2 separate regions of the Arabidopsis thaliana genome follow, and region 2 is linked to region 1. A link is a contact called in public ChIA-PET data. All regions are on one chromosome and are shown on one strand. The core of a region is the stretch at or near the end of the contact, and the rest is flanking DNA. Distances in the headings are between cores, read along the strand shown.

Region 1 (6,471 bases), core at 1,084-3,583:
AAATCATCTTCGACCATTTTACGAACGAGAACATATAATCTAGGTTCTGATGAACTCGGCTCTAGAAAGATCTGTTTTTGTGACAACCCCCTCGAATCCTGTAAGAGAAATACATAGAAACTTGTTATATCACCACCATCTGTGAAATAACCAAAGATATGATGCTAAATTACCTTTCCAAAGTCTCCAGCAATGTTTTCAAATGCTTGATTTGCTTCTTCTGGACTTTTAAAAACAACAATCGCGCTATAGTAGTGACGGTCTTGTTTTTTCGACGGCTGCCAAAAGAAAATCAAGAAACAACGAGAGCCTCATAAAATACAGAATTTGGATAAGAATATGTATATGTTGAGTGGATTCATACCTTAACTTCATGTGGGATATCCCTGGAAACGACTCCATTTAACTCTTCATATGGAACATTGCAAGGGATTCTATGAAGGTAGAGCTTTGACTTCTCAGCTTCCAACATCTATATGGAATTATGCAGACAAAACGTTATGCTTTTATAAGTTTAGATTGAACTAATGAAGTTTGTGCAATCCAACTTACCTCTTTAGATAGTGGAACGGAGGTCTCTGCTCCATTATCTAGTATAGCAAGTACAAGTTTCATTGCAGCTTCTGCATCATGAACACAATTGTGTGGAACACCTTCTTTCTGCACTTCATATCCCAATATACACTGGAAATCAAATCAAATAAACAATGTGATACATCGGTCATGTACATACGAGATTCCATATCTCATGAGCAGAGGGTTGAGCTTTCACAGGCTTTACCTTGCACAGATAATTCAAAGAAGGTCTTTTAAGTCTTAAAGGCCTTCTTGTACCGTCATAGTTATACTTAAACACAAGTGAAGTATCAATTACTCTGGCATGATCCACCTTCAATACTAGTATCAATCATAAGTAAGTATGGTTCTGAAACTTATTTCAAAAAAACTAGGCGCAACTGAACCATTTTTACTAACCTTTTAGATCATGGTTCAAACTTTGACCAACCAAAATTGTATCCTCAGAGATAAACATCAGCAATTTTTCCTGCAAAAATGATTCACCAAATGTCATCAGAACAATAATTTGAAACCGCAAAACAAAAAAAAACAAGTCGGTATACATTATATACACAATGTACCTGTATATCTACCACAGATATAGTAGCCTTTTCAAGATCTTGAGCAGTAAGTCCAGTAATGAAAGTCCTATAGTCAACAACCGGTTGATTCGGTTTCACAAACTCATCAAGAATCACCTGATTTATTATCAGCACAGTTCTGTAAAAAACGAAAAGGTATACATCGAAAATAAAGCTGTAAAGAGACCTTTAAATCACGGTCAACTGCAGCAACTCTAACAACAGCTTCACTCCCATCTTCACAAAGAACCATCTCACAATCAATGGCAATCATTTCGATCTTTGTCGGTTCCATCTTCTTCTTGCCAAGCCCTGTTCTAACCCAATCCTGTTTTTTGCAACTCAAAGAGTTCAGCTTTTTTTTTTAATCAGTTACTCCATTCAACATAAAAACAAGATAAACACAAACCTCAGCGTTAGATGGGAACAAATAGTCTAATGGGTACTCATCATGCGTAAGAGTCATTCGAACTAGCCTCTGCACTGCCAACAACATTAGTTATGAAAATACTATTTACTAAACTAATTGCATTACGCAACCAAGAAGATAATGTGTTTCAATCTAAACCTGCTCAGCTGTCTCATCCAAAGATTTCTTTTTGAATTTCTCAAAAACATCATTGTCGAGTTTGAGAGACTTAGCCAACAGCTGAGAGCATAATAAAAAATTAGAAAAGTTTGTAACTTGAGATTATCATTATTAAAAAGTTGAGTTGTGTGTTTTGTCTTTTGAAACCTGCAAATCTTCTTTCTTCTTGAGTGTAGTAAGAAAAGCCACCAAATCATCTTTGCGCCGCTTTGAAGGATCACTTAAGCTCGAAGATCCTAGCTGTTTGTCATAAAAATCTAAAAACTCCTTCCAAGTTCCGTTTTCACCTTTTAGACCTAGCTTTTGCGCTACCTTCACCAGCTTTACTAAAACCTACTTAAAACCCCATAGATTTTACCAAAATTGATTAGAACGAAAAACAACCTTCGAATCCATGAATTTCTAGCTAACGTCGTATGAGAAAAAGAGACCTACCACTCCCTCTGCCGTGGCTAGCACGTCCTCCATGACCGATTCAGACAGCAGAACGGAAGCTTCTGACGGCGGCGGCTCGCTCGCCCTCGTAAAGGAGACAGATTGACAACACGTGCATAATCTATAATGGTCACGTGACTTCACACACACACACACAAACCACAATTATGGGCCTTGGGCATCTTTTTTTATAACTAGGTCTATATGTCTTTTCGTTGCTTTCACTTATTTATTTAATTATTAAATTTTACACAAGAGATGTTGAACAAGCAAGCTATATACAGCAAGTAGAAATGTGGAATATGCATCTTTGGACATTTTTACACAAAAGAAGAATACCAAAAAAGCTATAAAAAAAACCTAAAACTTGGGTCTTGAATAGATAGGATGACGACAAAGAGGACAAGAGCTTTTGGTCCGAATCCAGCGCCAAAGACAGAGTTTATGAAAAACATGACAACAATCATGTGTCTCTATAGATTCTTCGTCGTGGCATAATTCCTCAAGGCATATAGTACATTCGTTGACCGGAGTAATCGATTTGGCCGGGATACAAGTAGTCCAGCCTTTACTTTCTTCCATCAAGTGATATTCAACATCTTCTGCTTCAGCTTTGAGCTCGAAAGCTCTTCCTCTGCTTTCTCCGATGAGTTGAATGCCATACAAAACCAGAATCTCCCGAATCCTTGGCTCAACATCCGCCAAAACAAGAGACACGTGTCGAAGACATGTTTCTACGTCGGAGGCTGCTAGAAACTCTGAAGAGATCTCGAATTTGAGTTGAAGTGGTCGACCTAGTGATGTCTGTCCGAAAAGTCGTTCTTTCCCGGTGATCGGACGGTAGATGTCTCGTCGGAAAGTCGCTAGTGTGATGGAAAAATGGCTAGCGGAATTTGAATGGAAACGCGGTGAGAAAGTGACCGGGTAGAAAAAGACTCGCCGGTTGTTTTGCTTTTGCATGACTTTGTCCACCCAACAATCTACTTGTAATTGGACTTATATTTATAGAGATGACAGTACTCGATCCAAAACATATTCATGAAAAAGGAAACAAAAATTTATTCTACCGTGTCATCTTTATCTTCATTGAAAAGGAAGGAAAACAAAAAGTTTATTACTAATTTAAAATTTAATTCAAAACAAATCAACTTTAGTTAATTTTTATTTCTTGATCTATCTCCTTCCCAAGAACAATCCGCACATCAGGTAATCTCTCTCTCTAAAATTTGCACAGTTTTCAATTCCAAACAACAACCTAAACAATGAAAGCTCCTGGAAACAAAACAAAAGACTCCGCCATGACACTGTGAGTGCAAAGCCAAAATTAAGATATCATCAAAAGTAGCATTAAGATGATGTTGAAAATGTCATGAAAAATCCAGATTTTGCTCGATCGTGTTCTTGTTTCTTCAGTATGTGGCAGTAGTTGAGCTGGCATAAGAGATCACATAACAAAAGAAGAACAATCAATATCTGTTAAAAGGATTGCAATTTTTTTATGATCCTTGATAAGAAAAGAGAAACAAGAGAACTAACTAACCTCCATGCGAAATAGACTAGTTGGTACCACGATTCCTGCACCAACTGAGCTTCTGAATGTCTCCAACAACTTTGGAGCTGTGAAGTTCCTATACTTGTTCTCTGATAATTCCGCCATATTCCCGGCACATGCAAACACATGTCCGTGGATTCCTCTGTCTCTGAACCATTTCAATGGGAAATCAAAAGAAAGGTCTGCAAATGCAGTAACCGCAACATCTCCTCCCACAAAATCCCGTTCATATGTGTCACCACTCTCATCGTCCTGTACTTCCCTCCTTGGTTCGTTAGGACCCAATCCCCTAGTCTTGAATCCCCATAATGCAGATGGTCCTCCCAAAGAACACACAGGCGATATGTTTCCACCTAAGAAGAACCTCTCAGGTACACAAGAAGCTCTGCTCTTGTATCCGCTTCCCCATGGAAATGTGATTCCCCCAGCTATACCAAAGTTCAGAGCAGCACGATAAAACCCGAGTGGAACAGCATATCGAAGGTCGATTTCCTGCAAAAGGACAAGAAACCCTCAACATGATGTATGGCAAACATAAAAGAACCACATATGTTATAAAAGGGCTAACCAATCTTTTCATTCACTGCTACAATAAGTAAAGAGTGTCAGATGTACTTCGGAAGTTATGGATAAATGGTGCAAAAGCATAAACGAGGAACTAGGTGCCATGGAAGTTTTCTGAGTAATATATTTGTGCTACAACTTTCCACACTGTAATATATAGGTTTATGTAAATTCTGACATAAGAATGAAGAATCCCAAACCTGGCGCAAAAAGCGGAGAGTTCGACTATCAGGTGCAAGACCACCTATTTGAGAAGTCGAGATGAAAGAGTAACCTCGTGTTGGCCTCAAAGATGAGTTTCTCTGGTCAAATTTGAAAGTGTACTTCAGAGCAGAAACCAAATTATGACCCAGCTGTCTCCTTATTGATCTTGATGCCATTTGCGATGGGTCTATCAGGTTACGCCATGCAATATTATAGGCCAGCTCATGATACTTGCTAGCGATAAGCCCGAGGGAAAGACCAAGAGCTCGTTCTTTATAAGACGAAAACTTAAGCCAATCTTGGGTAGAAAGGTAAACCCGCGACGTAAATGGAGTAGGACGCCCTCTGAACCTTGGCAAATACATCCCCAAGCCGACCTCTGCAGAGTGATCACAGCCATAAGCAAGAGACCCGTCCCAGATATCTCCATACCCAAATATGTTCTTGTACTTCAAAGAGCCTTCAAGGCTTGATGACCGAGCCTACAAGAACATTAGACTTATGAACAACATTCAACATTTCAAATTCTCACAAGAACACTTAATCTGGAAATCACTAAAACACATGACATACAAAAGTCTATATATGAAATCCAAATCCAGAATTATCCTCATAAAGCAACAAATCCAACTCTATGCATCAATCAATGGATGTATCTAATTCTTCCTGCCAAGACCTAAGTATCCTAATCCACTGAAATAAGAAAACGAAAGTGATACCTCTGCTTTAGTGAAGGTTCCGATTTGACCGGTGATAGGGCTTTTGCTCTCAACAACATCGATAACAACATTGGTGGTACCAGGAAGCTCAGGAGGACCAGAATCAAGCGTAATTTTGACTGAATCGAAGATATCAAGCGCTTGTAGATTGAAATTGGCAACCTTAGAGGCTTTGAGAAGCTCCTGCAACGTAGTGGCTTGCCTCACAACATCCACCTCAGCCTCGATGACATGATCCTTAGTCTTCTCGTTTCCCTTGACGATCACGTCGTGAACACGCACAGCGACCGGAGTTGCTCGCATACGACGGAACAGAGACTCAGCTTTGATCCTATCCGCGATTGCATCCTCTCGCGTTCGAGGTTTCCCATCGTCTTCTTCCTCATACTCTTCCTCTTCTTCTTCGTCGCCGTTAATATCTCCTAGTTCTTCTCTTTCATCTTCAGATTCGATTTTGGGTTTTGATGGATTCGGGTCGGGTTTCTCCGCCGGATTCTCCATGAGAAGGAGCAAAGCAACTGAGAGTCAGAGATGAGCAAATCGGCGAAATCAATTTGACGGCTCCTCCAAAAAGCGTTTTACAATTCCTGTCAATACCTTACTGAACCGGTTATCTGATTATCTGGCTAACCGGCTGAGTGATTAGCTGGTTATCTGATTATCTGGTTAACCGGTTGACCGATTAGCCGGTTAGCTTTACGCAGGGATCGTGGAGCCTCTTGCTGTATCAGAACGTTTCAAAATCAAAAGGTGCACTCTTTTTTCAAATTCATATAATCCCTCTCTCTCTCTATCTCCCACTAGCCTTGTCCCTTTTTGCTTTCTTCAATTCGGCGAAGTAAAAATGGCGAAGAACGAGAACGGCTACGAGAATTTGCTGGCTTCATTGATCGTCGACATCAAATCATACTCTGGAAAAGACCATCTTCTTCCGTGGATCCGGTAATTTTGTCTATGTCTTACTCTTTGTGTCACCATTTTTGTGGGCGGGTCTGTATCTTTAAGTTCATAGAAACCTAATTGAATAGATGTTTGTGTTGATTTATGTGTCGTTGAATCTTGGGTCAATCTGAAACAGAGGTGTTAAGAAGATGAAAGAGAGTTTGCCGTCTCAGATATTGAACGAGAAGCTGCCGCGGTTTTTGCAGAAATGTGCAGAGTCATTTGAATCTGATAAGAGATATAAGAACGATTCGCGGTATATTCGTGTTTGGTTGCAGCTGGTAATGTACATTCACCCCTTGATTTTGCACTTGATTTTGATAGCAG
Region 2 (7,165 bases), core at 2,122-4,621, 43 kb before region 1:
AGAGCTAGAAGAAACAAGAAACATGGAAAAGTTTGAAACTTTGAGCTCCGCGAAATCGAAAATTAAAGCTTTACACTTTGTGAAAAGAATGAATACCCAGAAACAATCGCAGATGTTGTTGTTCCAGGTTTCAGAAATTTATCTTATATTGAAATACAGAAAGAAAAAGGAAACAAGGCTTCTTATTGACAACTTATGTAGGATAATAAATTCATAAGAGATGTTAGATAACGATAAAACCTTCTTTTTTCTTTAATATTTTTTAAAAACCCTATTAGATAAAATCCATCAATGAATAAATTCCTGTATTGCCGACCCAAAAGAAAATCTTTTATATTTTAGCACTCACTCACCTAATAAGCATGCATCTCAAGGTTAAAACGAGGTTGTTTTTGTTGCTGCACTATTAGAACAACCTGTTTTCTCGCAGCTACAAACTTTAAGGTAGGAGGGGTCCACGATGTTACATTGGTGTAACTTCAATATGCATAGGATTCCAAGAATATATGTTACTAATACAATTCAAGATTCCTGCTATGCAACTTTTAGGTGCTCTTAATCTTAGAAAGTACCCAAAAAAAACACATTCATCTCATAGATTGAAACTCATCCACATCATAATACTATTCAAGGTTTACAATGCCAACACTCTTTATCGTTACTACTACTGATCCTACCAAAGAAAACCTATCATGACCTGAAAATCTCAGTTAAAAGTGAAACATCATATGACTTACTCTTGAGTTTTTATTTTTTGTTCAGAACGCTAACTTAGGATCCGCAACTCCTGAAGCATTGCCTTCACCAGTCATAAGCTGTCCAGGGTCCTGAGAGAGTCACATATATTCGATAATCATTATAAGTTCTTCCTTTAGTGTGTGACTATAGATGGCAAAAGCTTAGCTTATATACCTCCATTCCCCATTTGATGTAATCTGGAGACTCACAGGCCTTATATTCGTCTACCAAACTCTCAATTATGTCCCTTGATTCATCAAACTCTGAAAGATCATTGTCCTGTCCATATCAACATGTAGATTCTCATGATTTCAACATTAACTGTCAATGCTAATAATAGGGTGGGTTGCACTAAACATCAGCCGATATATTTGAGCAGTCAACTTACAGCAAACATTGGAAACTTTCGGTAATTGTCAAGAAAAGCTTGCTTCTTCCTCAATTTGTCATATTGGCTCAAACATCTGCTGAAAAGGTGCCTGATACTAGTGTGGCTTGCTAACATAAGACCACTGACCTGAAATATCAAATACACCACCAAACTTAAGAGTCTTCGATGTATCTACTAAAGCAGGAACTGCAGCCTTAGACATTAACTGTAAGGAGTACCAACTCTCAGCATGAGTGCATGACAGATATATATAGAGTGATATAAGATTACCCTATGGGAAGTTTGAACATACGGGGACTTCTTGGAAAGAGCAACCTGTTGAGAGTAAGATATGGAAAAAATTGTGATGCAAGTCCATGGTAAATCCAAAAGCAATAATTAATTTGACGACGCAATTCGGTTAGAACCTGTATGCTTGCTGGTCCCCAGTCTATGAAATTGACAAGCTTTCTTTCTCGTATCCTCTGCAAACTCTCATGCACCTAATATCAAGTAGTGAGACAACAGAGCAGATAACATCAACAAGAAAGAATTACCGATTCATCCTCAATATATCGAACAAAAAAATTAGTACATAAAAGTACCTGAGTGGGATCGACTTCTCCTTGAATTATATTCAATATTGATATGTACTTTGCCTGACTAGCTTCTTTGTTTCTAGCATAAGACGAAACCATGATATTTTTTGTCTGCGAATACAATCATGTTAGAAGAAAATCTAATTCAATTTTCGAAAAAAGACTGGAGAAAGCAAACAGCTCACCTGTAGAAGTCTCCTCATAACATCCAGCACAGTAGTTTTACGAATAACATTTGCCTGCCAAGAACAATTCACATAAGAGAGTAGGAAATCAATGAAAATGTCAATCATAACATTCAGAAGTCATGTTCCAGATAACAGCAGCTTCCCATAAAAATGGTTTGATGATATTAGTTATAAAACTGATTGAGATATCTAACCTGGCGCTCAACAGTCAACGGTGTATATCCAGTCATGAGGAAGTGACACCTTGGAGTTGGGATCAAAGATGCAAGCAAGCCAACCAAGTCATTATTCATGTATCCAGGATAACGCAACGTTGTTGTGCTAGCAGACATCACAGTTGACACCAAAGAATTGGTCTGAGCAAAAGTAGGATTAGTCAAATGTAGACGCTCCACAGCAATTCTGTTCAATGCAGTGTTGTCAAGAACAACAACACAATCAGCATTTAACGTAAGCCGCTTCAGCGTCAACAGTGAGTTGTAGGGCTGGACAACAACGTCACTCGTTTCCATCTGATTGGGAAATACACTGTATGTCTGAACCAACTTCTTGCTATAACGATCATTCAAAGTCTCCAACAAATAAGATCCCATTCCTTCATGTGAAAATACATAAAAAAAAGTCATTCAGTGAATAAACATAAGCTAAACGAAGATAGGGATTGGCAATAAAAAGTAAAATACCTGAGCCAGTGCCTCCAGCAATAGAGTGGCAAAGAACAAAACCCTCCAGACTGTCACTTCCATCAGCTTCACGATCAATCATGTCCATGATTTCCTCTTCAACACCTTTCCCTTGGTGATATCCACTGGCCCAGTTATTACCAGCACCACCGCCATGGTCAGAAAGGAAGATATTTTCATGATTGTAGAGATTCCGGTATTCACCATTCTGAATACCATTGATAACTCTAGGCTCCAAATCAATGAGGAGAGCTCTTGGTATATAGTGTTGGTCATCCGCTTGGTAAAAAAACACATCTTTTCTATCACCTCCCTACATACATACAAGTAGTTCATCAATCAAATCCACAATTCTATGAACAACAACAACAAACCAGCAACCATGGAATTCAATTAATCGATGCATAGAAACGAATTCGAAGAAAGAGGACCTGAGTAGCGAAGTCCTCGAGAATACCATCTTTGCTGATGCCGTGCTCAAGGCAAAGCTGTTTCCAGAACTCCATACCGATCTGGTTCCCACATTGTCCAACCTGAAGCGTAATTATCTCCCTCGGCATCTTCTTCCTCTGTAAAACCCTACCTAAGTGTTTCGAGACTACTACGCCTGAAGAGGATGATCAAACTATACTCATTAAAGCCACACTTTCAGCTTCTTCTTTACTCATTTACAGAGAGATACAGAGAGAAAACGTCGTTTTATCAGAATTCAACTCGATGGGCCATGGGCCAGGCCCATTTTAAAATAGAGACCAAAAACAGAAGTTACTTTACTACTACTACTCTTAAAGTCTTAAACTCTGGTCTCTCTCTATCTCTCTTGTCCGTGCGCATCGGATTTTGGAAACCATTGATGCAGACCTCAATCCATCTCTAACACCACTGATCTATCTACTTAGGTCTTCTCTAACAATACTTGTAATTTTCTTTCTTTTTGCTTCTTCCGTCACTACATCTATGGCCGCTGAGTCTTCTAACCCTCGCACCGTCGAAGAGATCTTCAAGGATTTTAGCGGTCGTCGCTCCGGTTTTCTTCGAGCTCTCTCCGTAGGTTAGACGACGACGCTATCCTCATTTTCTCCTATTTTCTCGTAAATGTTAAGCTTTCTAATTTTACATGTTGTTGTTCTTGCCTCTCTTTTACTAGATGTTGACAAGTTCTACTCTTTATGCGATCCGGGTAAACGAGCTCTTTCCATGGTTATTTTTCGGATCTGTGTTTGTTTTTTCCATGGATAAGTTTCAGAAAAAGATACCCTTTTTGATAAATTTTGTTCCTTTTTTTGTTTATTGGGTGGTCTTAGAAATGGAGAATCTGTGTTTGTACGGACACCCGAATGGGACATGGGAAGTGAATCTTCCAGCTGAGGAAGTGCCTCCGGAGCTACCTGAGCCAGCTCTTGGAATCAATTTCGCTAGAGATGGTATGCAGCGTAAAGATTGGCTCTCTTTAGTTGCTGTCCACAGTGATTGTTGGTTACTCTCTGTTTCTTCTTACTTCGGCGCTCGTCTTAATCGCAATGAGAGGTACGTTTGCCTTTTGTTCTTGCTTGTTTCAGTGACTTTTATAAATTGTCGAAGATAGTTTTACTGTGCTAGCTAGATTGTGGTGGTAATGATGAGAAAAAATATGTCTTTGGACAATGGACTGTATCATGATTCATGAGCTTGTGTCATCACTATTTTGTTTTTGTTTCCTGATTCTTTCTGTCACTTTAACTCTACTTGTCAATGAGCTTCTTTCCTTCTTAGGTTAAGTTTCTTTAAATGCATACCATTTTTCACTAATCCTTCTGTTTTTTGAACTTGTGCATCGTTTGGATATAGAAATGGCTACTACATTCAATACATATCTGTTCTATCGGAGCTGATGATATCGTGGTATTCACTAGGTTACTTATCCAGTTATCCTTCAAGTTTTATTTCCTTTACGTTCTATAAGAGTCTATGTTTTTGCTGGTAATGAAGCTCATAAGTTACATATGTGCGGGTATATGAGCTTATTTGATAGTCTTCTGAGATTATGCTACTGGGTCTAGGAACTTATTATGTATGTTCCATTCAATGAGCAGGAAACGTCTATTTAGTCTGATCAACGATCTCCCAACTCTCTTTGAAGTAGTGACGGGTAGGAAACCCATCAAAGACGGTAAACCAAGCATGGATCTCGGAAGCAAATCCAGAAACGGCGTAAAGGTATCATAATGAACTCTTTACTAATCTTTACCATCCCAAAACAGTATTTTCTTCTCAAAGACAGAGAAGGGTTTGATATTAATAAATTAGTTGTGTTTTGGTTGGTATTGAATTGTTGCAGAGATCAATTGAAGGGCAGACAAAGAGCACGCCGAAACTAATGGAAGAGAGCTATGAAGATGAAGACGATGAGCATGGAGACACACTCTGTGGAAGTTGTGGAGGAAACTACACAAACGACGAGTTCTGGATATGTTGTGATGTGTGTGAACGTTGGTACCATGGGAAGTGTGTGAAGATAACACCAGCCAAAGCAGAGAGCATCAAGCAATACAAATGCCCTTCTTGCTGCACTAAGAAAGGAAGACAGTGAGTGAATGAATGAGTGAGTCATCTTTCTCATTTTTCCTTATTTCTTTTTAAGTTATTGCAAAACATCCTTTTGTTAATGTATGAATACAAAACAATTATTGGTGTTAGATTCTCAAAAAGGGCGTTTTAAAATAGTAATGAGGGTATGAGACATGGAGAGAGTCATAGAGACACCAGCTGCTTAGAGAGCTTCGTCAACTTTTGATCAAATATGCCATGTGTTTGTATATGTAGCGACTCTACTACTTTCATCGTTTATGTGTGTAATCTCTCTTTAGGCTAATATAAAAAAAAATATTCTTATGTAAGGTTGATCTTCATAATCTCTCATATGGTATTTTAACTAAGAGTTTGTACTGACAAAATTTAAGTGGTTATAGTGGTGTTTTGTTATGTACACAAAACCAAAATAGTGGGGAAAAAACCTCATCTCCTGCAGTCTCTAATCCCTAAAACTGAATTGACGGGAAAAGTCGTTATATTTGTGATTTCAATTTCATAAAGTATAGTATAACCTCCATAAATTAATACTCGACAAATTAATAACTTTTATAAATTAATAAATTCTTCCGGTTCTAAGTTGGGACCAATGTAAAAATTGATACAAATTAATAAATTAATAAGATAATAACTTTTTTTGAAAATCTTATATAAATATATGGTCCCATCAATATTATAAATTAATAATTATGTAAATTTACCAATATATATATATATATATATATATATTCTATTTAAAATATTTATTGAAATATGACTCTAGTATTATTTTTTCTTCAATTTCTATTAATTATTTGTAGAGTTTAATTCTAATATTTTTATTACGTCAAAAAAACTTTGTATTATTTTTTAAACTTAATAATTATTTTTTCCTTGTAATTAATTTTAGAAAAAATGATTAATTATAAAGAAAAACTACTTTTATATCGAAATTTTATAAAAAATAATACAAAATTTGTAAAAATTTTCTATAAATTAATAATTATTAATTTATCGATAAATTAATACCTCTCTAAATTAATAAATTTTCTCGGTCCCAACATTATTAATTTATAGAGATTTTACTGTACAACAATTACCACACTTTAGATTCAATACTAAAAAAGAGTTTACAAATTATGATAAGTTTTCAGTACAGCCTTTGAAAACTCGATCCATGAGAGTGATTGAGCCATTTGTTGACTATTCCATCACTAAATCTCTGGCCACGGAGTCTCTGGTCTACTGCCATTTTCCATTATTGTCAATTTGTCATATAACATTTATAAGTTAATCTGAACTTTAGTTAACGACCAAAAGTATTAGAGAGGGGATTAACGTTATAAACTTCTAATATCAAACTAAACGTATAGTAATATTTCTGATTCAATTGTATAGTAAATAAAAAAGAACATTGTTTTAAATGATTCAATTCATTAAAAAGAGGCAACCGTCGATAGTGTGAATGAAAATGCAACTTGCATTTTTGTATTAATATATATTCTGTATTAACTTTTCTAAATAATATATATGTTATTATCACTACTGACCAACTCGACACTTAAGGCCAAACCACCACTTGAAAGCGCACATGCTAATTATAGTACTTTAATAGTGAATATATGAAATGTAAATGTAATAATGGTATAAGTGCAAAGGTTTGACATATATTGTATCTAATGATTAATCCAAATATGGGAATGAGAGGCACACAATAGATCAGACGTGGCTTGGTCTTATAAATTATCCACGGGCAACAAGAAGAAGAAAAAAGGTTTTAAGATGTTTATTACTGATATTCATATATTTTAGGTCGACGATGTTCGTTTGTTTAGGGTTTAGCTCGAGTTATTAACATGTTCATATTGTTTACGTCATTTTGTTGATTTTTTTTATGCTTTTATATATCTATTCAGGATCGAAGTGGGGATTCTAACACGATAAATTAAACATCAATTCTAACAATCTGTTACTCTGTTAGGTCGAAAACAATCACAAGACTCTATATAAAAGATGAACTTTTTCAACGGTATCTCTATA

The links. ChIA-PET counts read pairs in DNA pulled down with a chosen protein or histone mark.
Region 2: a contact with region 1 is called in an H3K4me3 ChIA-PET map of shoot, with 11 read pairs. The contact joins the promoter of AL1 here to the promoter of SDN2 in region 1. A contact is called at or near these places in 5 of 26 Hi-C or Micro-C datasets (flower, root, rosette leaf and 2 more), 1 of 2 datasets of contacts at active chromatin or transcription factors (shoot) and 1 of 3 other capture datasets (seedling).

Annotation. Positions count from the first base shown.
Region 1 is chr5:1,632,144-1,638,614 of TAIR10.1, reverse strand. It overlaps SDN2 (small RNA degrading nuclease 2), which reads right to left and starts at 2,333. Exons shown (of 12, transcript NM_120636.4): 1 at 2,164-2,333; 2 at 1,876-2,061; 3 at 1,708-1,788; 4 at 1,549-1,617; 5 at 1,327-1,467; 6 at 1,140-1,256; 7 at 976-1,045; 8 at 782-897; 9 at 553-684; 10 at 365-472; 11 at 174-278; 12 at 1-98. The coding sequence starts at 2,196. It overlaps AT5G05520 (Outer membrane OMP85 family protein), which reads right to left and starts at 5,816. Exons shown (of 4, transcript NM_120634.4): 1 at 5,203-5,816; 2 at 4,480-4,965; 3 at 3,704-4,207; 4 at 3,199-3,594. The coding sequence starts at 5,703. The coding sequence ends at 3,511. It overlaps AT5G05530 (RING/U-box superfamily protein), which reads right to left and starts at 3,137. Exons shown (of 1, transcript NM_120635.3): 1 at 2,337-3,137. The coding sequence starts at 3,123. The coding sequence ends at 2,524. AT5G05510 (Mad3/BUB1 homology region 1) reads left to right here and starts at 5,876. Exons shown (of 5, transcript NM_120633.3): 1 at 5,876-6,144; 2 at 6,281-6,425. The coding sequence starts at 6,047.
Region 2 is chr5:1,675,313-1,682,477 of TAIR10.1, reverse strand. It overlaps AL1 (alfin-like 1), which reads left to right and starts at 3,371. Exons shown (of 6, transcript NM_180444.3): 1 at 3,371-3,629; 2 at 3,726-3,758; 3 at 3,883-4,105; 4 at 4,651-4,774; 5 at 4,896-5,159; 6 at 5,255-5,589. The coding sequence starts at 3,536. The coding sequence ends at 5,147. It overlaps GCP2 (gamma-tubulin complex protein 2), which reads right to left and starts at 3,248. Exons shown (of 10, transcript NM_120644.3): 1 at 3,010-3,248; 2 at 2,579-2,891; 3 at 2,090-2,490; 4 at 1,893-1,946; 5 at 1,714-1,818; 6 at 1,537-1,611; 7 at 1,400-1,444; 8 at 1,127-1,255; 9 at 913-1,017; 10 at 423-827. The coding sequence starts at 3,138. The coding sequence ends at 759. RMV1 (Amino acid permease family protein) reads right to left here and starts at 177. Exons shown (of 1, transcript NM_120645.3): 1 at 1-177.